Regions from separate parts of the Sus scrofa genome. Here all the other regions are linked to region 2. Evidence: chromatin contacts called from public Hi-C data. All regions are on one chromosome and are shown on one strand. The core of a region is the stretch at or near the end of the contact, and the rest is flanking DNA. Distances in the headings are between cores, read along the strand shown.

Region 1 (4,636 bases), core at 1,146-3,645, 310 kb before region 2:
AAGTTATAAATGAATGTGATATAAAAACACAATTTAGAAAACACAAAATATGTGGTTCATAATCAAATACAAAAGAGTGTCACTTCAGAATCATGGGCATCCCTAGGGAACAAGAGGGGGAAGGATGGAGTTGAGATTTTAGCTCCAGGAGCAATATTTTGTTTTTATTTTTTAAAATAGAATCTGAAGCAAATTCAATAAAATGTTAACATCTGTTAAATCTGGGTGGTCAGTGTTTGGGTGTCTCTTATCTCAAGTTCTGACCTTTTCAGAATATATGAAATATTTCATAATTCAAAATAGAAAAAATTTTAAATAGCTCTTGTCATAGAAATTTGGCAAAAGGTCTTTTAAACAGCTAAATAAATTCAATTTGCTGATTTTTCTCAGGCCTATTTTCCCAGTCAAATAATTCAAAGAGAATAATCAGTGATGATTTCTATTTTTAAAGATATTCCCCTCTGATTTCACTTTGATAAGTTGTAGGAGTAGGTTAAGTATTTTCTGGGAATACTCATACACAATAAATGTCACATATCTAAGTTCTGAATCCCACTCAAGACAGTTGAGGCGTTTGATATTAATGATCATTGGACAACAAAAAAACAGAGGCATGAGCCAAGCTCTTAGTCCATGGAAATTACCATCAGTGCTGTTCCTCCTCTGATTAGCTGTTGTTTCTGCCAAGGCTGCCCTTGCCATCACTCGAGCATGACACACTGTGCCTACTCAGACTCGTCTGCCCCAGCGGTCCTCTTTGCCAGCCTCAGATCTAATTACTGAAATCTTCACTACTGTTCTCAACACCTCACACAGTAGCCCACATAGGTACCCTGCTGCTACTTCTCACTCCAGATCCCATCTGCCATTTGTGGAAACCACCCAAGCCCTCTTGCTTCTCTCAGTCTTAGGGAATCTTCACCAAACTCAGGCATACCATATTTTTTCCATCTCTTCTACCTTCAGCTTTCATCCACTTCTTCCTCAGGAACCCATACTCAACAATCCTAGACTATTCTCAAAGATTAAATTAGGGTAGGGGTTATGGTTTGAGGGCAACTTTTATTTCTAACTGGCAAAAGCTGTGAATAACTGCTTGGAGCAGAAAACTCAGAATTCACAGCATAAAACTTGGTTCCCCTCCTTTGAAATCTGGGAGAAAGAAACTGCACTTTCTATACTAACCTTCTATAGCAGCTTGAAAAAAAATTCAATCATATTTTGCATAACCAGCACACAATCCCACTCTTTTACATAGGTTCTGCCAATGCCCAGATAAAAAATCAAGTGTCCTTTGAGGAGAGTCCTCTGCACATTTTGGTTGTGAACATGTCCTCTCATCCTGTAGTTTCTTCAAAATACCAGATTGGACGCCAGGATGAGAATGTACAAATGAATTACCCACAGTCTGCTAGTTCATTTTTGCACACCTCGTGCTTTTAGTATTATTTGTTCTCTTACCTCTGACCTGGTTCTGTCAAAAGACAATTTCAGAGTGGGAAACTCCCTAAGGTCTTCCTCAGGAATGATTTCAGCCAAAAATTAATTGAGTCTCTGTTATCTCCTTTCTCATTTTTTCTATGGACCTTTTGCACTATATCCATCTCGCTGTTTTTGGCTGGCTTCCTCCCTTCAATTTATTTAAAGAACTGCATATTGTGGGCTTTGCCATTGCTTGCAGAGAGCTGTGTGTGTGTGTGTGTGTGTATGTGTGTGTGTGTGTCTGTGTGTCTCTGTGTGTGTGTGTGTGTCTGTATAGGGGATCTATTTACTTCTGAGTTAGCATCTGACTGCCCATATTTCCTGGGCTCTGTTATTGCTTCTCTTGGGCAGGCTGACTTCCTAGTTTTTAAAAGATGCTTTCCCCAAGAATAGCCTCTTCCAGAATAGCCTCTGGGATACTTATTGCCCGTAAAGCAGGAGGAATTTTTTTTTTTTTTTGGAATGTCTGAGATTTAGATGCATGGCACACAGCTTTTTGGCCTTCTAATAGGTAATTGGTATTTTTAGAGGTCACCAAGATTTTAAAAGGTACTTGAAAATATATGTATTCATTTTTATCCCCCAGACTAATGCCTACAGTTTTCTTGTAGCTTGCTTTTCTAAAATTGAATAATCTAGTGAGCTAAAAAAATTTCTTTTTGAAATGCTAAAGTCACATTTTTGTGACCACCATGATATACCCACAATACTTCCAAACTAGCCTCCATACATTGCCCAGAACCTAACCTAGCTGACATATGAATTATTTATTGCTGTGCTACAAGCAAACCTCAAACTCAGTGACTTCAAACAACAAGCATGTATGACTGCTCATGAGTCTACAGGTCAGCAGAGTAGCTATTCTGGTCTTGGCTGGGTTTACCCTTGGATCTGTGGTCGACTGGAGATTAAGCCGGCAGCTCTAGGCTGGGCTCTTTCACATATTTGGAGGTCAGCTGGTTGTAAACTGGTCTGGGCTGACCTTAGCTGGGACAGTTGTACTCTCCTTACATCATTTCTCACTCTCCAGCAGGCTAGTCTAGTTTATTTAAATGACTGTGGCAGAGTTCCAAGAAAGTATGGAAGCAGGAAGGGCCTCTTCTAGTTGAGACTTATAACTGGCATATTGTACCTTAGCCACATTCTGGAATAAGGCCAGACCAGATCTCACGGAGAAGGACAGAATCTAGTTCTTGAAGGAGGAGTTGCAAATTCACATTGTAATGAGGTGTAGATATAGAGAGAAGACAAATTGGGGCCACGTTTATATTCAATCTGCCTGCCCCTGTTGATCTCCTTTCATCCTTAGTTGTAAAAATCAAAGTAAACCAAAAAAGATTTACTGGTTACCTACTATGAACAAAACATCTTATTAGTCACTGATAGGACCTTTTCTGCAGAAATTTAAAATCTTAGGATATAAAAAGGTAAAAGTTAGATACTCTTACCAGTTTTGATTTATGAGTAGGCTATGATACAAAATTTCTTTTTTTTTTTTTTGAGTTGATTATTTAAAATCTGGAATACATTTTCCCATAGAAACATAAATTGTAATTTGGAACGCAGACAAAGTCATTTTTAAGCCATAATTTATGGTATACAATATAGTACTCAATTATATCATAAATATTATAGGAAATAATTACCTGCGTGAGAGGTTTATATTTAAACATTTGTCCCTTAATTAGTACTAAGGAAATACCAGTAAGTCTCTCACCAGCATCCTCCCCACCCCCTAATTTGGGGATAGAGCTGGAAGATGATTCACTCTGAAAGTAGAAAAACTGCATTGCACACCTTTATATCTCAGCACTCTTAAGTGCATTATCTGTTTAATTTTTGTAATAGACTGCTGAAGAAAGCATTAGTATATCCTTTTTATATTTGAGAAAGTAGAAAAACCAGTGATGATATATAACTCACACAAGGGCCTAAAGCAGGAAATTTTTGTTATGAGTGTCCACATAAGTGCAAATGTCTTGCTTTTCTCACAATTCCTCTTTACCCTGCTGAAACAAATACTGTGAGCAAAGGAATGTCACATACAATATCTCAAATGAAATAAAATTCATGGGCTAAAACCGAAGATACATACCAAATGCAAACATCATGGGTTCAGAGACAGTTTGTAAACATGCCGCTGATATGGCCATTTTGCGTCCCAAGCATCTATTAGAATATGGGATGCTCTCCCAAATGGAACTAAAGAACAAAAGTGATCTTTCATTTGAATTAATGGAAACAAAGTATAACATTATCCACCTGAGCATCTACCAGACTACAGAGCAGTTGTTCTAACTGTAGAGGGACAGCTGTCCATATGAAGTATTTCAAAAAAGGAGTTAAAGAATAAGAATCTGCCAAGGAAGGATCAGTTTGAAATGAAAAACACTGAGCCTGATGAAGGTGATTTTCTGGTCACTGGTGTGGCATACAGTGTTGCAGAATGCAGATAAATGATCAAATTTTACATGGAAAAATTACTTTTAACTACCTTATATTCTTTCTTGTTCAGAATACTTATACGGCTTCTTAAAAAAAAAAAAAAAACTCATTAAACCTATTTTAGCTTTTAAGTACCTTTGGAAGGAGAAGCCATACCTAGCTAGTACTAAATCTTGAAACCCTCTCTCCTGGACCTCAATATCCAGTTTCCTGTGTGTTTTATTGGCATGTCTTAAAAATCCCTGTCTAATCAACTTATGGTTGTAAAAGTTTGTTTGTAAGGTCATTTATTTGAACTTGGAATTGATTTGTTTTTGTTGCAACAATATTATAAGTCAAGAGTTACAAGTCCTAGCCTGTACAGGAAAACAGACAGGTTATGTAAGTAAAGGAGGCAGGGCCAAGTGTCATACAATAGAAGTTATGGGGACAGTGGTGAATAGGAGAGTGCAGGTCTCCACGGAAGGCACTCTAAATCTCATTAATAACAACAGCAATATTGCTAGCCAAACAAAATCAGATTGCAGATCAGATTTCTTGCCAACACACCATCTTGATTGTTAATGTCCATGTGATTTGTAGAGTAGCCCCCAAATCCTTTCCCACTCTTTGTCCATTGTAAAACAAAATAGTACTTTACTATTTACTCTATAATACCCTAGAATTAAAAGTTCTGGTCTTGCACAGCAGAGCTCCATACTCAAAACTA
Region 2 (4,461 bases), core at 565-3,064:
CCAGCTCCCAGACATGAGAGCTTCAGCCTTGGCCAGAGAACTGCATTCCCCTAGCCACAAGGTTGCTTTCCAGTTGTGCATGTGGATTAATCTAAGCCAGATCCCATAAGACATTTTCTGAGGCTCCTAGAAGAAAGACAGGTTCTCTTTCCACCACCTGGACATGAAACTGGAAGGCCCTATCATGCAGCCGTCATAACAATATATGGAGGTCTGAGAAGGAAATTAGACTTTGGAAAAGCAAAAATGGGTCAAAGGTGGAAATGGACCAGCTGCTGAGGACTTTTGGGTCTCCCAGGTCAGTCATGAGCAAAGCCAGCCCTACCCCCCAAGTTATATGAATTTATAAAGTACCTTTTTAATGTAAGCCAGTTTTGACTATGTTTTCTATTGTCTCCAACAGCAAGAGTCCCAAAGATACAGTTTTCCCTTCTTGGGAAGACAGGACAGGTGAGGGACAGTCCCTGTTTTAATCAGCATAGCAGGGCTCAAAATCTTAACGAGGGGAACAGGACAGAAAATGAGATTTCAGGGGTCAAAAAAAAAGCTGTACTAAGGCTCCCCTAAACCTTAGGTTCCCACTGTGGAGTGAGACAAGGGTTCAGCCCTCCCTCAGGGTCTCCACCTCTGTGTTCCTGAAGTTTCAATAAATAGCAGAGAGCTCAAATATCTTTAATGAGATGATAAGAAGCATGATTAAGGGGCAAAAGCTTTGTTTGCTGTGCAGTACTTTTTTTCCTTTCCCCTCTCCTTCACACGCACCCCTCCCTTGTATATATAAACATACGCACATCCATGCAGCCTCCAGACCCCGGGATAAAGGAACTTTGAAAGGAGAACCACACCCTTCCTGTTTCTCTCTTCTACCTCCAAGTCGAACATAGAAAAATATCCCAGCATCGTGATGCCTGTAACTCAATCCAGGCTAAATGTGGAAATTGCGAAGCTGAGGCTGAAATAGACACCATATCCTTAACTCAATCTCATTGGATCTCTTTAAAACAAAATAAGAAAGGAAGGGACAAAGACAAATCACACAGAGGAGAATGGTCGCCTAAGTAAACCATCAAGTCGGGTTGGTCTGTCTTTTATCATCATGAGCCCAGAACCTGCCAGTGCTGCCAGTGTACTTTTGTTGAGAGTTATCACTGGCTATATAAACAACGCATATCTTTTTTGGGCAGCAATAATACACACTCTCACACACACACAATTAATGCTCTTTGCCTTTTCTATAGCTCTATCCCAGGCAGAGAGGGAACGTTTTGAGGACCCGATGACTTAAAGGGGAAATGCTGTCTTTCCTAAAATTCAGCCTCACACTGCCTTTTCTCTTACTTTGAGCATCTGAAACTTGAAACAGAAAACTGAAGCCAACCAAACCAAGAAGCCAGGGCAACTGCCTGGCAAGGGTTAAAAGCAGATCAAAATCAAATGGCACACTGCACCATGTCTTCTGCATGACTGATACTGCAATCGATCTGCAGCGGTTCATTTTCTCTCTGGAATCTCTGCCTACTGAGAACAAATACAAACACATGTGGAACCAATAGGAAGCAGACGAAGGGCTTTAAGGGTTCTGCACCAACGTGTGTCAGAGAGTGCTCACGTAGCAGATGGGGCAATTAATAAAGAGTCAAGCGGTATGACTCTGTCAAAGAGCCTTGAAGTGCTAACAATCCGCTTTTGTCTGCCCCACTGGAGAGTACAGATGGATTCTGATTCAGAACGAGGACGGCATTGTGTCCAGCTTGCTCTGGTACAGCGTCCGAGGATGAACAGAGGCCCAGGTGTCCGACGTCACCCATTTTCAAGGAAAACATGATACTGATTCTACCCACACACACCCCACCCCTGCCCCACTAGCATTTGAATTGCTGCAGTGATCACTAATCCAGAGGAAATTCGAATTTATAAGTAAATCAGTCTTTCAGAAAGATCTGAAAAGGAAGGATTTGCCATCAAAGCATTGCTGGTTTGCACACACACCTTGCTATCCATTGATTCTAATTGCGAATCCAGAATTCTTGCCCTTCAGCTGACAGCTAGAAATGATTAAATTCACTTAAGACTGAACCTCTAGTAGGTGCTATTTTATTTTTTTTAAGATGCAGAAATCAGACTATGGCTCTTGCAAGTGGTCAGGGGAGGTCACATGATTCTTTAAGTCACTGTGAGTCCCAAGGTTCTAGTGAATTTCCAGCTTAGTGCACTGCATTTGGCCCAAATCCCTCACCTCTGTCCTCCTTGGCTCCTTGAGCCACCACCATCACTGACTCTAACCGCTTTCCTTCCTCTCTGAACCAGGTCCAGAACAGCGGGAATGTGTCTGTCACTCCCAAGGCAGCTGCACAGAACTGAGAGTGTGTTCTGCTGCCCAAACTCAATGCCAACCCAGAGTGATCTGGATGCCAACCTCTCACAATTCCCTTCCCAAAGACATCAGAATTATCACTGGGAAAGAGCACATTAGGTGTTCCACTGTGAACTCTTTCTCTATAAACCTTTGTGATACAAGATGCCCTGTGACCATTAGCTGTCTGGGGGCTTTTCTCTTGGAATCTCCCCTTCACTCATCATTCAATGGAATCAGAATCTGGAATAGATGGATCAAAATAAAATATCTCCTCAGACAGTTCATGAGAGACCACAGACAATTCACTAGGCTGTGTTGTGGTTGCTGCTGCTATGATGTTAGCTGGTGGGCTTTCCATGTGGGCTGAGGGTCCGGAATTCATAGACTTTGTTCAAATTAAAATTGAAAATTTAATTCAATTCCGCAAACACTTCTGGAGCTCCCTTGCTAGCTGGTTTCACACCTCAGGTTTAAGGCCTATTTAAAGTGCAATATTTCTATTTTTAGGCTGAAGAAGAATTTCTAGCTTCTTTTGTCAAACCACCTAATTTAGAGATAAGTGCTAGAGAACTCAAGTGGTGTGGGAAAAGTCATCCATCTAGAGGCAAAGCCAAGTCAAGGTCAAGCCCAGTTCTCCTGATTAGACCCCAAAGATCAGTGCTTTTTCTTCCACACTAGCCCATCTCCAACTCTTAGGAGATGAAGACATTCTACTTTATTTACACTTTATCACTACATCTCACCCATAGGCCCTGCACCCGTGTTTTGGTAAGTAGGAAGGAGGAAACTGCTATGTTGATTCTTCTTACGTTCAAGTAAGAGATCACATCCATTTTATTAAAGATACCATGACAAAACAGAATTTCAACCTGATGAGTAACATAGTTGTTTGGCTTACCTAAAGATAAAATTCCCTCTGGCAAATTATTCACTATCTGATCCCTGCCCAATGAGGCTCCACACTTTTCAGAAGCAAATTATTTTTTTTTTCTTTTTGAATGAGCCCATGGCATACAGAAGTTCCATGGCCAGGGATTGAACCCATGCCACAGTAGCTACCTGAGCTGCAGCTGTGACAACATGAGATCTTTAACTCACTGAGCCATGCAGGAACTCCTAAGTACTCTTTTTTTTTTTTTTTTTTTTTTTTTTTTTAATTTTTATTTTATGGCTGCGCTGGCTGCATATGGAAGTTCCTGGGCCAGGGATTGAATCTGAGCTGCAGCTGCAGTCTATGCTGGGTCCTTTTACCCATTGTGCTGAGCCAGGGATTGAACCCACACCTCAGCAGCAACCAGAGCCACTGCAGTCAGATTCTTAACCAACTGTGCCACAGCGGGAACTCCAGAAGCAAATGCTAACTCCTTCACTAGCGCTCTCTTTATACCTTAAGATTCAGATCCCAGCATTATGAAGTGATTTCTGCTTCCCAGCCCTGCCACTTCACTGGTATGGGGAGCTTTGCACACCAAAACCTGCTTTCTCCTTCTTCTATAATAGAGTGCAACAAGACATAAACTAGAAATGACATTCTCCAGCATCTTTGGTAGTTAGGTGTATGACCTGTAATTAACTCTTCCCAAAGGGTATGCAACATCCAGGTCTGAGCTCTAAATCAATAGACTCCTGCCTGCTTTTTCCTCCTTCTCATAGCCTGGACCATAGTTGGGAAAACAGCTTCCATTGATCAAGTGAGGCAATACTCAAGGGAGTAGTGAATCAGTGAGACAGAAGAAACCTGGGTCCTTGATCACAGGGTTGCTGCCACCCTAAAGCACCCTGTTTATCATATCAGAGAGAAACACATTCTCCCTTGCCATAGCCATTTCCTGTTTAGGTCTCTCTGACATAATATTTTGGCCTTTACACTAACTAATGTACATGCTTTGTCATGGTTGGGTTCTCTAAGCATCAGATTCTAATATATACATGCCAGCAGTTTATTGAGAAGGGTTCTCAATGTAATAAGGGAGGAGGAGAGCAGGATTTGACAGAGGAAGAATTTGAACCACACGCAGTGGAAAAGGAAGCCGTGGATAAATCTAGAAGAAACTCTGAATTTGAAATGGCCCTTCTTGTTAAGACAAGACTAGACATTTATACCT
Region 3 (4,886 bases), core at 1,183-3,682, 280 kb before region 2:
ACCATATCCATATCATAAATTTGATCATGCTTTCACGCATTTTCTTATAAAGTTTTTTTTAATGTGGGCCAATGGTATAATGACAGAGCAAGTACACAGGGGCTAAAATGATAAATGTCAGGCTGGGAGGTTTCATACATGTAGAAAAGAAATTTTTGTAGTTTCAAAGCAAGGGAGCAATGATGTGGGCTGGAGAAATTCAGAAAGGCTTCATAGAGAAGGGGATATTCAGCTGGGCCTTGAACAAAGATCTGAAGGCATCAGATAAGTTGACAGCATTGAAGAAGCCATTCCTGTTAGTTAAGGGAATAATGCAAACCAAAGAGTGGAAGGAAGAATGTGACAGGAAAATTTAAGGAAACAAGTAGGCCAGGCTGATTTATGATGAAGAATGGGTAGGGAGACTAAAAAGATATGTTGAGGCTAGACCTTGGAGGCACCATAAGCCAGGCTAAGAAGTTAATTCTTTATGTGAGAGACAAAGGGTAGGACACTGAAATGTTTCAGGTTTCAGGAGTGTTCTGATAAAAGCTATTTTTTACAAAGATTAATCTGGCTGTCTTTAGCTGGATAAATTAGGAAAGCAAGCAAGCAAGAAAGTTAGAAAGCTCTTCCTCAAGCCTCTAGACAATGCCTTTGTGATGAAACATAGCCGCATCCTGACTTTACCTATAGAAAAGTTTAAAGGATTGACTAAAGGTAATTGTCTCTAAGGCAACAATGAGGGCATGCCCATAACCACCAGTTAGTTCCTTCTCTGGGGCCATGGTTTAAATTTAGATTGTGGGTTGAGACAGCAACGCAAAGCAGCTAATGAAAGCAGGGTGGAAGTTTTAGATCTTTCTCAAAGCAACATGGAAAAGAAGGGAGAGATGGAAAACAAAATATTTTAGAAGGGAGTGGAAAAGATGACTGACTCATGGCACTTAATGCATATAGAGAAGGAATGTTTATGCTGCAAATCAAGAGCAGGGCTGTGCCCCTGGCCTCCCCACTGGAAAGGAAGGATGTTCTATAGACCTGCATAAAGGGGGCATTACACCCTCATATGGCTCAGGCGGCTATTTACCAGGCAAACACTCAGGGATTCCAACTGTCTTTTCTTTAAAGAGGAAGCCTGTCTCCTGCTGTTTCTGGATCCAGTGCCTGCTGACAGCAGTTTGGAGGCACATACCACCCCATGTGCTGCTCCTCCATTCCTTTCTGTGTTTGCAAAGCTAGTATGCCTCACTGAGCATATTCACTGTTCTCCGCCTTGCACAAAACCTCAGATTCCTTTCTGAAATTCCTTTGTGTCTCTGTGTGTACTTGAACCTCCAGGTCAGTGATCATGAACCTCCCGCTCAGCACCTGAAGAAAGTTAAAACAAATGCAAGGACTTTAGAACCTTGTTCTGCCCTGAGCTGGTTGACTAGTAATGTATATATTATTTGGTTGGTTTGGTTTTTAAAGAAAGAAAAAGAACAACAACAAACATTCTATCTTTGGAAACGAGCGTGGCAAGAGGCTCCACCTGCTGGCCTAGGAGGCTTCTGAAAAGTTGAGACCCATCGTCTCAGGCTGGAAATGACATCCATTCCTAGTCTTTCCAGGGCCCCAGCTCTCTCACTGGTAACTTTGAAAGACAGTGATGGCCATAGTGTGGCTTGGTTTCTCTAGGTTTCCATCCATTAAAAGTCTGTAGGTCAGGAGTTCCCGTTGTGGTGCAGTGGTTAATGAATCCGACTAGGAACCATGAGGTTGCGGGTGCGGTCCCTGCCCTTGCTCAGTGGGTTAACGATCCGGCGTTGCCCTGAGCTGTGGTGTAGGTCGCAGATGCGGCTCGGATCCCGCGTTGCTGTGGCTCTGGCGTAGGCCGGTGGCTACAGCTCCGATTCAACCCCTAGCCTGGGAACCTCCATATGCCGTGGGAGCGGCCCAAAGAAATAGCAAAAAGACAAAAAAAAAAAAAAAAAAAAAAAAGTCTGTAGGTCAAACACTTCTGGTGATGAAAGAGCACTTGACTGAGAGTGAAAAAGTTTGAACTCTAATTCCAACTGTGTCACTATTATTACAGTGACCTTGGACAAATGCTTCCTTTTCTTCAGTGTTTCAGTGTCCAACTGTAAAATGGGAATTAAAGTTCCTTTCCTGCCCGTCTTACAGGTTGACGTTGAGAACTGATTAGAGATTATTCAGAACATAATGACTTTTTAACGCTAAAGCCTTGTACAAACAAATTGAAAAGATTTTAACCTATGGAAAGCTTTGCTGGAAAGAAGAGGTTTTAGAAAATCTCTTGTTGGATGGAAGATTTTCTGTTGTGGTAACATCTTCAGTGGATCTTTGTTGACAGGAGGAGATTCTTCAAATGACAGCCTCAGTGTGATAGTGTTCCCACATCATCCTCTGATTAATGGGCTGCTCTGTCTATGTGAGTGTCAGGGCTGGTGGGGATGAAGGAGCTGGGAACTTTGCTGATAAAGGTACCTCTAGGGCAGTTCTCCCTCTGAACTTTACATCCTGTGTAAAGCAAATGATGAAAAAGATCCCTTTCTCTTAGATGTAAGCATTGTCTCTTTTCCATCCTACTAACCACACAGATATGAGGACTGGAAAGAAAACCAGAGATTTCATAAGGCAACACTTGCATCTGAAAGATGAATAAGGGGTAGCTCAGAGTCTGAGGGACTCAGAGTTACAGAGCTACCCGGTTGGGCTAAAACAGTTCTCAAGCTCACAGATGGCTAGGTCTAAACTTAGCTGTACTTAGGAAACTCTGGATAGCTCTGAGATAGTTACTCACCTTCCCATGACTTTGTTTACTCACTTAAAAATAGAAATGGAAAATGATCCTACCTTAAAGGCTTCTAGGGTAGTACTGGCAAGAAGAAAACATGCTTTGCCAATTTACCTCCCTTTATAATATAATTATTATCATTTAATTAGAAGTTTGAAAGCCTGAATTTAAGTGTTAGAATAGTTACATGAATATAATTAGCTTATTTATGTGTGTGTGTATATATATGTATATAATGATCTTTTCATAGGTATATGTATATAAAATATATTCATATGTATATATATACTATAATTTTGTAACATATATTACATATATTCAATATTTATAAAATATAATAGTTATATATAATATTTTGATGTTTCAGTAATACAGTGATTATATGATAAATATATTCAATAGATAATTTATATATATACACATACATACATACTATATAAATTAGACTAGTTATAATTTGCTACAGGTACCAAAGACTATTATTAATATTTGTTAACACATTCAAAATAGACTAAGTATAAATTACTAATGTATTTAATTACTACATTTTATTGTTTAGAGCTCTTCTAGGTTCACAGCAAAATTGAGTAGGAAGTACAGAAAACTCCTATATCCCCACTGTCCCCACACACTCACAATGGAAATTCCGCAACATGGTGGTACATTTGTTATGACTGACAAAGTTGCATTGACATGTCATTATTACACAGAGTCCAGTTTTCACTAGGGTTCACGCTTGGTGTTGTACATTCTGTGGATTTGAACAAATTTATGACTTGTATCCATCATTGTAGTGTCATCCAAAATAGTCTCACTGCCTTGAAAATCCTCTGAGATCGGCCTATTCATGCATCCCTTTGCCCTAACTCGTCAGTCGCTCATCTTTTTACTCTCTCCATAGTTTTGCCTTTTCCAGACTAACATACACTTAGAATTATATAGTATGTATCCTTTTGAAATTGGTGTCTTTAACTTAGTAATATGTATTTTAAGATTCTTCTATGTTTTTTCATGGCTTGGTAGCTCATTTCTATTTAGGGCTGAATAACTTTCCGCTATCTGGATGTACTAGAATTATCCACTAACACACCAAATGACATCCTGGTTGCTTAAAAGTTTTGTCAATTATGAATAAAGCTCTGATAAACACTGTGTGCAGGATTTTGTGTGGACAAATGTTTGGGTCCATTTGGGTCAATAATCAGAAGTGTGATTACCGGATTATGTACTAAAAATACGTTTAGTTTGGTAAGAAACAGCTAAGTGACTGTACCACTCTGCATTTTCACTGGCAACAAACGAGCATTCCTGTTATTCTATATTCTTATCAGCATTTGGTGTTGTCAGTGTTCTGGAATTTGGCCATTCTAATAAGTGTTTAATAATATTTCATTATTTGCAATTCCCAAGTTACATAGAAGGTTGAGCATCTTTTCATATCCTTCTTGCCATCTGTATATGTTCTTTGGAGAAGTGTTTGTTCACGTCTTTTGCCCATTTTTAGAAGATTATTCTTAGAATGGTTTTATGTTCACAGAAAATTGAAAGTTACAGAGATTTTCCATATACTCTATGATCATACACAGGCTTAGTTTTTCCCATTATCAAGGGCCTCTACCGGTGGTACACTTGTTACAATTGATAAGACTACATTGACACATCATAATCATCCAAAGTGTATAGTTCACAATGTGGTTCTCTCTTGGTATTGTATATGCTATGAGCTTGGAAAATGTATAATGACATGTATCCATCATATAGATTCATACAAAGTATGTTCACTTCCCAAAAAATCCTCTGTGTACCACCTATTCATTCCCCCACCCTACACCCAACCTCTGACAATCACTGAAATTTTTATTGTCTTTATAATTTTATCTTTGCCAGAATGTAACCTCCTTGGAATCTTTTGCCTATTTTTTAACTGAATTGTTGTTTTCTTACTCTTGAATTTTAAGAGTTCTTCATATATTTTGAATAACAATCCTTTATCAGATGTATCTTTTGCAAATATTTTCTCTCAGCCTAAGACTTGTATTCTCATTCTCTTGACAGTGAAGCTAAGCAGAAATTTTTAATTTTGTTGACGTCTAACACTCATTTTTTT

Evidence for each region. A called contact is a pair of places that touch in the nucleus more often than the background predicts.
Region 1: a contact with region 2 is called in a Hi-C map of skeletal muscle, with 7 times the contacts expected there. The contact joins two enhancer-like sites. A contact is called at or near these places in 2 of 47 Hi-C or Micro-C datasets (both in skeletal muscle) and 1 of 2 datasets of contacts at active chromatin or transcription factors (skeletal muscle).
Region 3: a Hi-C map of skeletal muscle shows a contact between it and region 2, with 5 times the contacts expected there. The contact joins two enhancer-like sites. A contact is called at or near these places in 1 of 47 Hi-C or Micro-C datasets (skeletal muscle) and 1 of 2 datasets of contacts at active chromatin or transcription factors (skeletal muscle).

Annotation. Positions count from the first base shown.
Region 1 is chr1:208,823,075-208,827,710 of Sscrofa11.1, reverse strand. No RefSeq gene overlaps it. Among named protein-coding and RNA genes, the nearest start is that of MPDZ, 360 kb to the left of the region's middle. Within about 2 kb of position 2,395, at least 16 of the 83 cell types and tissues checked have an H3K27ac peak or open chromatin away from gene starts, as enhancers often do. A contact at or near this core is called in skeletal muscle, where this site is marked.
Region 2 is chr1:208,513,099-208,517,559 of Sscrofa11.1, reverse strand. No RefSeq gene overlaps it. Among named protein-coding and RNA genes, the nearest start is that of NFIB, 330 kb to the right of the region's middle. Within about 2 kb of position 1,814, at least 10 of the 83 cell types and tissues checked have an H3K27ac peak or open chromatin away from gene starts, as enhancers often do. A contact at or near this core is called in skeletal muscle, where this site is marked.
Region 3 is chr1:208,794,722-208,799,607 of Sscrofa11.1, reverse strand. No RefSeq gene overlaps it. Among named protein-coding and RNA genes, the nearest start is that of MPDZ, 380 kb to the left of the region's middle. Within about 2 kb of position 2,432, at least 6 of the 83 cell types and tissues checked have an H3K27ac peak or open chromatin away from gene starts, as enhancers often do. A contact at or near this core is called in skeletal muscle, where this site is marked.